Linked DNA regions of Mus musculus: region 2 is linked to region 1. A link is a contact called in public HiChIP or PLAC-seq data. All regions are on one chromosome and are shown on one strand. Each heading gives the region's core, a stretch centred on a gene start, on an enhancer-like site or on the middle of the called end of the contact. The rest is flanking DNA. Distances are from core to core; before and after follow the strand shown. Region 1 overlaps Gm26008 (a long non-coding RNA gene). Region 2 holds the start of Slc37a3 (solute carrier family 37 (glycerol-3-phosphate transporter), member 3).

Evidence for each region. HiChIP or PLAC-seq counts read pairs in DNA pulled down with a chosen protein or histone mark.
Region 2: an HNF4G HiChIP or PLAC-seq map of pancreatic cancer cells shows a contact between it and region 1. The contact joins the promoter of Slc37a3 here to the enhancer-like site in region 1. A contact is called at or near these places in 2 of 39 promoter capture datasets (embryonic stem cells and stem cell-derived epiblast-like cells), 1 of 15 datasets of contacts at CTCF or cohesin (the NIH/3T3 cell line), 1 of 484 Hi-C or Micro-C datasets (uterus), 3 of 115 datasets of contacts at active chromatin or transcription factors (embryonic stem cells and pancreatic cancer cells) and 3 of 9 other capture datasets (adipose tissue, liver and pancreatic islet).

The regions. Positions count from the first base shown.
Region 1 is chr6:39,282,586-39,288,249 of GRCm38.p6, forward strand. The region is part of intron 2 of Gm26008 (a long non-coding RNA gene); the gene reads right to left. Among named protein-coding and RNA genes, the nearest start is that of Gm26008, 14 kb to the right of the region's middle. Within about 2 kb of position 2,081, at least 35 of the 459 cell types and tissues checked have an H3K27ac peak or open chromatin away from gene starts, as enhancers often do. A contact at or near this core is called in pancreatic cancer cells, where this site is marked.
Region 2 is chr6:39,374,974-39,380,542 of GRCm38.p6, forward strand. Slc37a3 (solute carrier family 37 (glycerol-3-phosphate transporter), member 3) reads right to left here and starts at 2,734. Exons shown (of 15, transcript NM_028123.3): 1 at 2,646-2,734.

The DNA of each region.
Region 1 (5,664 bases), core at 831-3,330:
TTAACTCGGTGTAGACACTGGTGAGTGAGTCTTTTACTTGTATGTGAGAAGACATGTATCATGTGTGGGTAACATACTGGAAACACATCTTCTCACAGTGCTGAAGTGTGGAAATCTAAGATCATGCGTCAACAGACTAGCTTCTTCTGAAGCCTCGTGTTGCCTTTGAAGGTGCCCATCTTCTGGTGTCTTCTCGTCAGTGTGTGTAACTGAACATAGTGGATTCAATTCTTGGTGAACTCTAAACCAACACAGGGATGGCCAGGAGAAGAGTGGAGACAGACAGGTTTATTATTACCTTGACCACTCTGAAGGCAGGCACATCCCTGAAGATGCTCGATTTAAGAGATGCATGATCTTCATTATTGAACATGCTCAGCTTAGGTTTATAGTTCAAGAAGGGCACATTTGGGCTGGAGAGATGACTCAGAGGGTAAGAGCACTGACTGTTCTTTCGAAGGTCCTGAGTTCAAATCCCAGCAACCACATGGTGGCTCACAAACATCTGCACAGCTACAGTATACTCATATACATAAAATAAATAAATAAATAATTTAAAAAAAAAAAAAAGAAGAAGGGCACATCCTTGGGTATGCATTCTAAACATGGAACACATGTTCTAAGTGGTGTGGGCTGGAGAGAGGGTGCAGTGATAGGAGCACCTTTGCTCTTCTGGAGGACCTGAGTTTGGTCCCCAGAACCCACATCAGGTGGCTTACAACTGTCACATCTGTAACTCCTGCTCCAAGGGGGTCCAACTCTCAAGGTGTGTGCACTCACAAGTGCAAACACACACAAACACACAATTAAAAATAATGAAAATAAGCCAGGCATGGTGGTGCATACCTTTGATCCCAGCACTTGGGAGGTAAAGGCACGTTGATCTCGGTGAACTCAAGGACAGCCTGGTCTACACTGAATTCCAGACCAACTTGTGCACCCTCTGAGCCTCTTGTTGTTGTTGTTGATGATGATGATAATGAAAAATGATGTGTTTTCCCAGACCTGACATTGCTCTCCCCCAGGGTCTATACCCACTTACAGACTCACTTAGAGTGCCCATGATCCTCTGACTCCATCTGTACTTTAGACAGGTGTTGATATAAAAATATTCAAATACATGAAACTGTTGCAGCCAGGTGTGGTGTTACATGCTTGTAATCCCAGCACTGGGAAGGCAGAATCGAGAGGATCAGGAGACCAAGGCTGGCCTCAACTCCTTAGCAAGTTGAGGGCAGGACTTGGAACTCCTTAACCTCTACAGCAGCGTGAGCCAGTTCTAGAGCGTCAACCTCCTTCTCTGTAGACATACACATCATTGGTTCTCTTTTCTGCAGAGCCCAAACAATACAGAAACCACGGGGCTCACTTCACACTCTGGTCTTGGTTAAGAAATTAAGGTGCTAAGATTAAGATTAACTGCTTGAGGCAAGAATGTTTCACATCCGGTGACATCAGGGAGATAACAATGTCTTTACAAATGATGGTAAACTGGTCACCTGATCACAAATATTTACTTTATAAAGTTACTTTTCCCCCCAAGTGGAATTTTCCACTGAGGGAAATTTCCAAAATTCAACTTGGATGGAATTTTGGCACCATGAAAACGTCCTTCCTTTCAGGTCCTTCCCCCGGCCGGCCGTGTTGGTACTCATTAACAATGCTTGCCTGAGTCATTCCTTTCATTGGTTTCCCTCCCAGTAATTTAAACTTCTGAAAGCTCACCCTCCCCATAAGACAACAGCACATGACAAGCTTGCCATCTGCAACATATAAATACAACATGAAGCCAAAGCCTTCATCCTCAGAAGACTTTCTGTGTCCTACAAAAATCTTCTACTGTTCCATCAGTAGAGAGGGATCAGGCCTGGGGTCCTGGAGCTAAGAAAGTAGACTACTAGAGAGCATTTTTGGTATCTATGACTGTGTCACTGAAAGAGAAGAACAGAACCATGAAAGACACACCAAGGGGCAGTCAAGGTTGGGAGATCTCAGTGGTAGCAGGATCTGTGGGAGGAAGTGCCGAATGCAGAGCTCCTGTAGGAGCGAGACTAGCAGAGGGTGAGACCCTGTGAAATTCTAGAGCTAGTCCTCTAGGGGGATACCTCTGTCCTTCTCTGGAACACCTGGGAGAGAGTAAGCGCCCATGATTCGCCAAAGAATAACACCCAGACTCAAACAGTATGTAAATGCAAACTGTGTTTTATTCTACAGAAGTCCAGGATGCTGGAGTTTCCCCCACTACCAAGACAGAGAGACACCCAAGTGAGTTTGCTGGCCTGATTTAAAGCACATTAAGAAGAAATTCTGGGGTAGGTGACCTCTATGTTAATCTGTTGGGTCCACTACAGACAGTTCATTTCTGGGGTGTGGGAGCTGGAAACTTGCTGAGGAAGTCTGGAAACTGCTGCTGACCCATTGTCCTTGCCTCAGGCCAGGTGGCTGGGCAGCTTCTGAGGCCTGGACTTGCCCGGACTTGCCCAGTTCTTGGAAACAGAGATTTAGGCCTAGTCTCCTTAACTGCCAAGTTGAAGGCTATCATGGAATTGGCCTAGCCTTCTCAAGAGTGGAGCAGGGACTTTGTGAGCAAGGTTTATTAGACAGTTTAAGGGAAAGCAAATGAAACCGAATGCTCCAGGGGTCGCCTCAGATTCCAACCTAGCTGGCAGGAGAGGTAAGGGCTTCTAGAAGCCAAGGAAGGTCAACAAGTCACACATCAAGTAGGACAGACTTGGCACTCTAGAGGCAGAAGCAGGAGGATTGCTGTAACTTTAAGGCCAATGTCTTACACACAGTAAGTTACAAGCCATTTTAGGCTACAAAGCAAGACTCTGTCTCAAAATAACATAAGAAAGCCAGGTACAGGGGTGCATCCCTATCATCCCAGCACTTGAGAGGCAAAGGCAGGGTTGTTTCTAGTTCAAGACTAACTTAGACTACAGAGTGAGACCTTGTCTCAAAAACCAGAACAAACAAAACAGAATGAGTGGAGGAGACATGGTAACACAGGCCTGTAATCCCAGTGCTTGACAGATGGAGGTAGGAGGAGCAGGTGCTTAAGGCCAGCCTTGGCTACATAGTGAGGTCAAGGCCAGCTGGGGATACGTGAGACTCTGTCTCAGTGATGATGATGATGATGATGAAGGAGAAGAGGAGGAGGAGGAAAGCTAGGGATGCAGCTTGGTTGGCAGAGTGCTTGCTTAGCATGAGACCCTGGGTTCTATTCTTAGCACAGCATAAAACCAGTAGTAGTAGTACATGCCTGTAAACCTGGCACTCAGGAGTTGGAGGCAGGAGGATTAAAAGTTTAAGTAAATTCAAAGCCAGCCTAGGCTACATAAGACTCTGTCTCAACAAGCGAAAGGAACTAAAACAAGCAAAAACCAAACCAAGCAACAACATAAACAAACAAAACAAGGAAGGGCAAGGGGGATGGAGGTAACAACAGAACCATACAATGCATTTAGAGGGACAGTGAGCCATTCTAGGAGTCCTGTTAACACCTTTTACAGGAAAGCAGGTTTCTGTGCTCAGGTCCCAGAGTGGGGCTGAGGCAGGGCTCCAAGGTGAGTTGGCAGTCCCTGACTCACAGCACACAGATTTTGGAGCCCCAAAGGGCCTCAGGCTGGCGTTCAGGCTCCACATGACTCCTGCCCCTTCCAGGGCCCTCTTCCGGTGGCTGCCAGCAACTCTGCTTCCCCTTTACCTTAGCATCTGGGCACCTGGAAGAGATTAGGCTCTGGCAACCCTGCAGGGCCCTTTGTGCATTTCCTCTTCTACAAGATTGGGGGGGGGGGGGAACGGGGCGCCGGGGGGGGGGGGGGGGAGAAGAATCAAAATGAGATCAGTTCCAGCACAGAGATCCATGTAAAATTGACAGAGAAGAGTCCATTTATCACTATACGAGGCTTTTCCTGTTTTGAGCCTGACCTGTTCTTGGCAGACTCCCCGCTCCTGTTTCATCACACCAGAGGCCCAGGACAGGCTTTTAACCCTCTCTCCTCCCGCTCCCAACTGTTCCCTGCCCTGCTCCTGAGGGTAGGGACACAAGAATGAATACGGTCCTCTGGGACAGTTAAGGCTGGAGAGATGACCAAGCCACTTGCAGTCCCACTTTCTACTCTGTCATCTCTGCATTCTCACCCTCCTCTCTTTCCGTGGTGACATTTGGTGGAGGTGGGGCAGAGGGGTGCAGCCACCTGCTACTAGCCTCCCCTGTGTTTTCAGAGGCCTGGGCTGCGGGTTACAAAGAGCTGTCAGATCAAGTTCAAACCAAACACCTGGCCCAGCCTGACCTGCTCAGGAAATCAATAGGGGCACCGGCCATGAAATGAGAGGTGAATAATGACACTTCCAGGTTGCCCTGCAAAACCGGTGGTGACAAGCTCATTTCACTTCTGCATGGTTAACTCATGATTATACCCTGACCACACAGCACAGAAGGAATAGTGCCTCTCCCTGACCCCTAATCCCTAACGTGGCTGTATTTGGAAACAGATCCCAGAAGGTAAAAAGGGAAAGCCTGAGGCTGCAGAGATGGCTCAGTAATTTAAATGCTGTGTTTCTCTTACAGAGGACCTGAGTTCAGGATTCCCAGCACCCACTCTGAGCAGCTCATAGCTGTCTGGAACTCCAACTCCAGAGGATCCCACACCCTCTCCTGGGCTCCTAGAACACCTGTGCGTGCGTGTATGCACGCACACACACACACACACAAATACAAACAGACAGACAGACAGACATTAATTATTTAATTAATTTAATAATCAGGGCCTGGAGAGATGGCTCAGTGGTATTAGGCACATTTGCTGCTCTTGCAGAGAGCCTTTCAGTTCCCAGTGCCCGCAGGGCGGCTTACAACCAGAAGTAACTCCATTTCCATGGTAACTGATGACCTCTTCTGACTGCCCAGATCACCAGGCATTTCAGGTAAAATACTCATATTCATGAAAATAAATGTTTCTTTTCTTTTAAGATTTAGTTATTTATTCTATACATATAAGTATATCACCATTGTTTTCTTCAGACACACCAGAAGAGGGCACCAGACCCCATTTCAGATGGTTGTGAGCAGCCATGTGGTTGCTGGGAATTGAACTCAGGACCTCTGGAAGGGCAATCGGTGTTCTTAACCGCTGAGCCATCTCTCCAGCCTGGAAACAAATGTTTTTAAATGTTTAAGTAGTGAATGAGCAGCCCAACACCAAGTGAGAGCCCCAGAGCCCTGACCCTACAGGACAGGGCACCAGAGAGCTGTCTGTCCTACCTTACACCATCAGCACCATGTGGCACAGCAGAAATGCAGCTTTGTGTAAGCCAGAAAGAGAGGGACCAAAAGCAAATGCTACCTTAACCTGGGGCCCTCAAGGCTTCAGGGCCACGAGAAGAAGCTGGGTGTGGTGGTTCATGCCTGGAAAGGAACACTTTCATTTTTGCTTTGCTGTAAAGAAGTAAGTTAGCATTGTTCAGCCACCCAGACTGGCCGGGTTTGGAGATCCATGGCAGACAGACAGTCTGTGTACACATCCTGTTGTCTTGAAAGCCCACTTGTAATTAAGTCGTTCCAGTTAATCCCATGACCTTCCAGTTACCAATACAGGTGTGCCTCCCTGTAGGGACAGTTACATCCTAATAAAAAAAATGTCACAGGCAGGGAATATAGAG
Region 2 (5,569 bases), core at 1,484-3,983, 93 kb after region 1:
TACTGTGTCACACTGACCCACCTGGAAGTAAGAAGACTGTTTGAGGGCTGGCGAGATGGCTCAGCGGGTAAGAGCACCGACTGCTCTTCAGAAGGTCCTGAGTTCAAATCCCAGCAACCACATGGTGGCTCACAACCACTCGAAATGAGATCTGATGCCCTCTTCTGGTGTGTCTGAAGACAACTACAGTGTACTTACATAAGAAGAAGAAGATGACGACGACTGTTTGAGCACCCAAATAGAGAGAGCACTTGCCTGCATACAAATGTAAAAGCCCTGGGTTCAAGTCCCAGTACAAATAAATAAATTCTATTCCCCATTTCTGTTTCTTTAACGATTTGCATGTTTATTGTTCATCTATAAACCCCATTTTAAAAACCAGTGGCTTTCTCTGTTCTAAGTCCACAGTGTCCCCAGAGCTCTTGGACAGAGGGAAAAAAAAACCTTTGTCAATGATTTATTTAGTTGAATGCCTATAAGGCACCAGGAAACTGATAGGTACTTTGCAAATATAGTCATAGTCAGCTCTCTGCATATTTTTCAGATGTGTAAATGGAAAAGAGAAAACACCTCAGGCTTTGTAAAACCTGATAATTAGAATTACCTCTTGAATTACAGCTTAATCTCTCTGGTATGTAGTTTGGGATGGGAAAAGTCCAACTTATAAACAAATGTGGCTCCCTAACATCCTCAAATGTACAGAGCTGGCAATCATCTGGCTCCCAAGGGTCTGATTTTTACATGTACGAAGTAAAAGGATAACCTGTACTCAGAGTGCTGGTCTGTAGGCAAGCACTTGACCGCTGGGTGAGTCTGGCCCTTTCACAGTTCTGCATACGCTGGCTATCACTTGTGTGCCAACCAACGCTCACACATACACAGTATCTTTCTGATCTCTCATCATCTAACTAGAAGCTATTCACTGATACCAGATACATCTTTTCTCTTTCCAAGACTCGAGTCTTCCCAGGTGTATACTCCTATAATCCCAGCAGGGAGATTCCAAATGTGAGAGAATATGAGGCCAGCCTAGATTACAGAGCTGCAAAGCACACATTCATTTGAGAGCCTGCTTTAAAAGCATGGTCTAGCCGGGCAGTGGTAGTGCATGCCTTTAAGCCCAGCACTTGGGAAGCAGAGGCAGGTGGATTTCTGAATTCGAGACCAGCCTGGTCTACAGAGTTTCAGGACAGCCAGAGCTATATAGAGAAACCCTGTCTCAAAAACAAAACAAAACAACAAAAAACGCATGGTCTAGTTCAGTGGTAGAGTGCTTGACCAGCACCCATGGCACCTGACTACCAACCCTAGCACTCCAGAGACAGGAAGATTAGAAGGTCAAGGACATCTTCAGTTACACAGGGAGATGGTGATTACCTGGACTATTCGACACTTGTCCGTGCACTTGCTCGCTCTCTCTCTCTCTCTCTCTCTCTCTCTCTCTCACACACACACACACACACACACACACACACTTTTTCTTAAAACTGCCGCATTACCACAGATGTTAAGGACTTAGCTAGCTGTTTCAGGGTTCCTAAAACCACATCCATTTATACCAGGGTTCCTAAGGCCAACTTCTCCCTATTTTCTTTCAAAGACAACTACTTTCTCCTCTGCCCTTCAGACAAAGCCCTAATCGTGCCAGTTATCACTGCAACAACAGCATGTCATCCTCACTTGAGGACCAGGCACTCATCCAAAACCTTAAACAATGAGCACTGAACTGCTCCTGAAAAACAGAGAACTCTGACACTAAAGGTCAAGTCCATTTACTTCACTTCTTTCCTCACTTAAGGATTAAATGAAAGGATTTACTGTGTGTTTAGGGCAGACTCTGTTTTACTTACAAGGAACATCTGGCAAGTGGCAAAAGAATAATTCAACTACCACAGTAGTCGAGGTGTTCTCTTCATCAGTGATTGTTTCGTAAACAGAAATGTGAGTGAAGACATCAAGCAATGGCTAAAGAGGCTCGCCCTGGCAACTAGGTATCCTCTAAACATTTCAGTAAAATATCACGGCATCGCTTAACATATTGCAGAAAATGTTAAAAGTGGACACATCCCCATTGTCTTATCAAAATTAAGAACAGGCCACACTCTACAAATAAGAACAACCAAAGTCTGACATTCGAATAAGAAGCAGAGCCGAATTCCCTGAGGTCGTGGCAGTTACTCGAAAACAAACCCCTAGTTTTTCCACGAAGTCAATTCTCCCTCTGACCTCCGTGCATCCTATCCAAACGCCTCCCACCCTACCTGAAACGTGGCCCTCCTCTTGCTAAACCATGAACCCTTTCCTTGGGTTTCATTTTCTTCCGTTCAAACGTCCCATGAGCCAAGATCGGTGGGCCGAGGGGAACAAGTACCCCCTACCCGGGAGGTCTGCGTGGGCTGGGCTGGGCCACCTTCCCTCTCTGGTGTCTGGTGTCCTCCTCCCTCTGCGGTGCACACAGCCTCGGGACTGCACAGCGGCAGCACCAGGAGCTCCGGTGGGGTCCCGGTGGGGGTCTGGTGGGGGCCAGCTGCCAGCGGCGCCCGAGCCGCCACACCCACCAGCTGTCCGCGCTTCCCACGCCCGAAGCCCACCGCGCGCCCAACCCGGCCAGGACCCCAAGCACCCGAGCGCACGCAGGCTCGCACCTGAGACCCGCCGAAGAACCCGCTCCGCTAGACTCCGCTCCCGCCGCCCCCGCCGCCACCTCACCCAGCGGGATGTGGCCAGAGCTTCCGGACGCTCACGTGACCTCGGGGACAGGTGCATGCCGGGAGCTGTAGTCCGCCAGTGCCGCTTTACCTGCGAGCTGTAAAGTCCACTGGTTGGGTTTAACTGAGCTCCTGCAGGAAGGGACTAGGTCCAGAAATGTTAGCGGAGAAAAGCAACGAGTGAGAGATATCATTTGAGAAGAACCGATAGGCTGACCATTTTTTCAAGAGGAGGCGTTATTCTGTTTTAGACTCTTGTTTAATTAAATGCAGTTGTCCATATAGGTAGGAATAGTCATTCACCTGTTTGTATTCACAGCTCTGCACCCCATTGCCATTGCACCAAAATAAATAGTTCGTATTAAGATCCCCAGCAGCGTAGCTGGAAAGATGATTAAATACATACATATGTACGTACATACATACATCTGTGCATTTTTTTTTTTAAAAAAGATTTATTTATTTATTATATGTAAGTACACTGTAGCTGTCTTCAGACACTCCAGAAGAGGGCGTCAGATCTTGTTACAGATGGTTGTGAGCCACCATGTGGTTGCTGGGATTTGAACTCTGGACTTCGGAAGAGCAGTCGGGTGCTCTTACCACTGAGCCATCTCACCAGCCCACATCTGTGCATTTTTAAAAATGGAACTGTAGAGGGCTGGTGAGATGGCTCAGTGGGTAAGAACTGCTCTTCTGAAGGTCCGAAGTTCAAATCCCAGCAACCACATGGTGGCTCACACCATCAGTAATGAGATCTGACTCCCTCTTCTGGAGTGTCTGAAGACAGCTACAGTGTAATTACATATAATAAAAATAAATAAATCATTTTTTAAAAAATGGAACTGGAGAGACGGCTCAGCAGTTAAGAGCAGTGACTGCCCATCTAGGAGACTTAGATTTGGTTCCATGGTGACTCACACTCTAGTTCCAGAGGACCTGACACCCTCATCTGGCCTCCGTGAACATGACACACACAGAGACATACAAAAACACATAAATAAAAATAGAAAGGGGGAGAGGAAGACGTGGAGGAGGAGAAAGAGGAGAGAAGGAAGATTCCCGTGCTACCACCCAGTTTCCTCTTTCAGGGCATCCAAGGCCAGGTAGTAAGAACGCTTCCACCCGGCGCACGCCTTTAGTCCCAGCACTCGGGAGGCAGAGGCAGTCGGATTTCTGAGTTCGAGGCCAGCCTGGTCTACAAAAGGCACTCCTGGACCTGGGTTCATTTCACAGTTAATCTTATGTCTTCGGTGACATCCACCAAACTCTTCTTGACTTACAGACCAGCTTTTAGCTAAACTTTACTAAAACCCTGAAGGGTTTTGGTTAGGAAAACTGAAGCCACAGCAATAGACCCAAGATCCCCCAGCAGAGGAGACGCTGGAGTAATGAGCTAATGCAGAAAGTCTTAGGGTCACCTAAAAGTAACTCAGCAGCCCCAAACACAGTTTATTATTTGTTTGTTTTACAGCTTAGGTGCACACCGTAAGGGGGCGGGGGCTGGAGAGCTGGTTGCTCTTCCAGAGAACCTGAGTTAAATCCCCAGCACCTACATGGTACCTCACATCTGTCTATAACTCCAGGGGATCTGACCTCCTCCAGCACAGGGCATGCACGTGGTGCACAGACATATGTGCAAGCCAAATACCTTACACTGCAAAATAAAAGAAGAAACAAGTAGGGAGAGTCAGGTAAGGGAGGGACACACCCACCTAGGTTGCCAAGGAAGCGCCTGGGGTAGAAGAGGATGTGGGCAAAAAGCAAAACCTAGTAAGTAGATTTCCAGATTGTATGCGGTTCAGCCTTCCTCTTGTGGATTTAAAGGGAAGTTGAAGAGGAGATGACGGTGCTGGGGGTGTTTCAGAGATTAAGAGCAGCTGCTGTTCTAAAAACCTGAGCTCAGTCCCCAGCACCCAGACCAGGCAGCTCACAACCTGCCATAACTCTAGTTCCAAGCAATCCTATGCCTTTTCCTGGTCTCCTTGGGCACCCGAACGTATGGCAGGCACACATAGATTAACACACTCATTCACATAAGTAAGGATTAATTAATTGATTGAAAAAAAATAAAAATGAAGTAGAAAGGCCTCGGATGGGTCTTTGATTTCCACCTCTAGGTGCTCTCCCAGTGTGTGATGCGGGCTGGGTCTGAGACAGTTGCCTTAAACAGCGATCAAAAACAAAACAAGAAACCGTTTGCAGCTCCCCTCTCTGACACTGACGTTGCAAGTCTTCGTTTCCTGCCCCAGCCCACACATTTGCGGTGTATCTTGACCTACAACCAGTTTCCAAGTTATACATGTGACAGTGGCTCTGAAAGCCACAGCCAGCAGCAGCATGTGACAGTGTCTTTTTCTCTGGACAGAGTGAGAAACTAACATAATGTTGGGTTACCTTGCTTAAAAGAGAGATTCTTGAAAAAATCGTGTGGATGGGTTAAGATGAGTCACAACTTAAAGGTTATTTGAAGGCATCACAGACAAGATGTTCTTTTTTGTTTGTTTGTTTGTTTGTTTTGTTTTTCGAAACAGGGTTTCTCTGTGTAGCCCTGGCTGTCCTGGAACTCACTCTGTAGACCAAGCTGGCCTCAAACTCAGAAATCAGCCTGCCTCTGCCTCCCAAATGCTGGGATTAAAGGCGTGTGCCACCACACCCGGCTTGACATGATGTTCTTGAATGAGGAACAATCATCTCCCATTTCAGGCCTGCATGACAAGAACGCTGGGAACTGAACTCAAGAAGAACAGTAAGCATTCTTATCCATGGAGCCATCTTTCCAGCTTGACAATCTAGTTCTTATGATAGGCTCTGAAGGTAGTTAATTATCAAAGTCTAGAATTGATAGAGTCTTTGGGTAG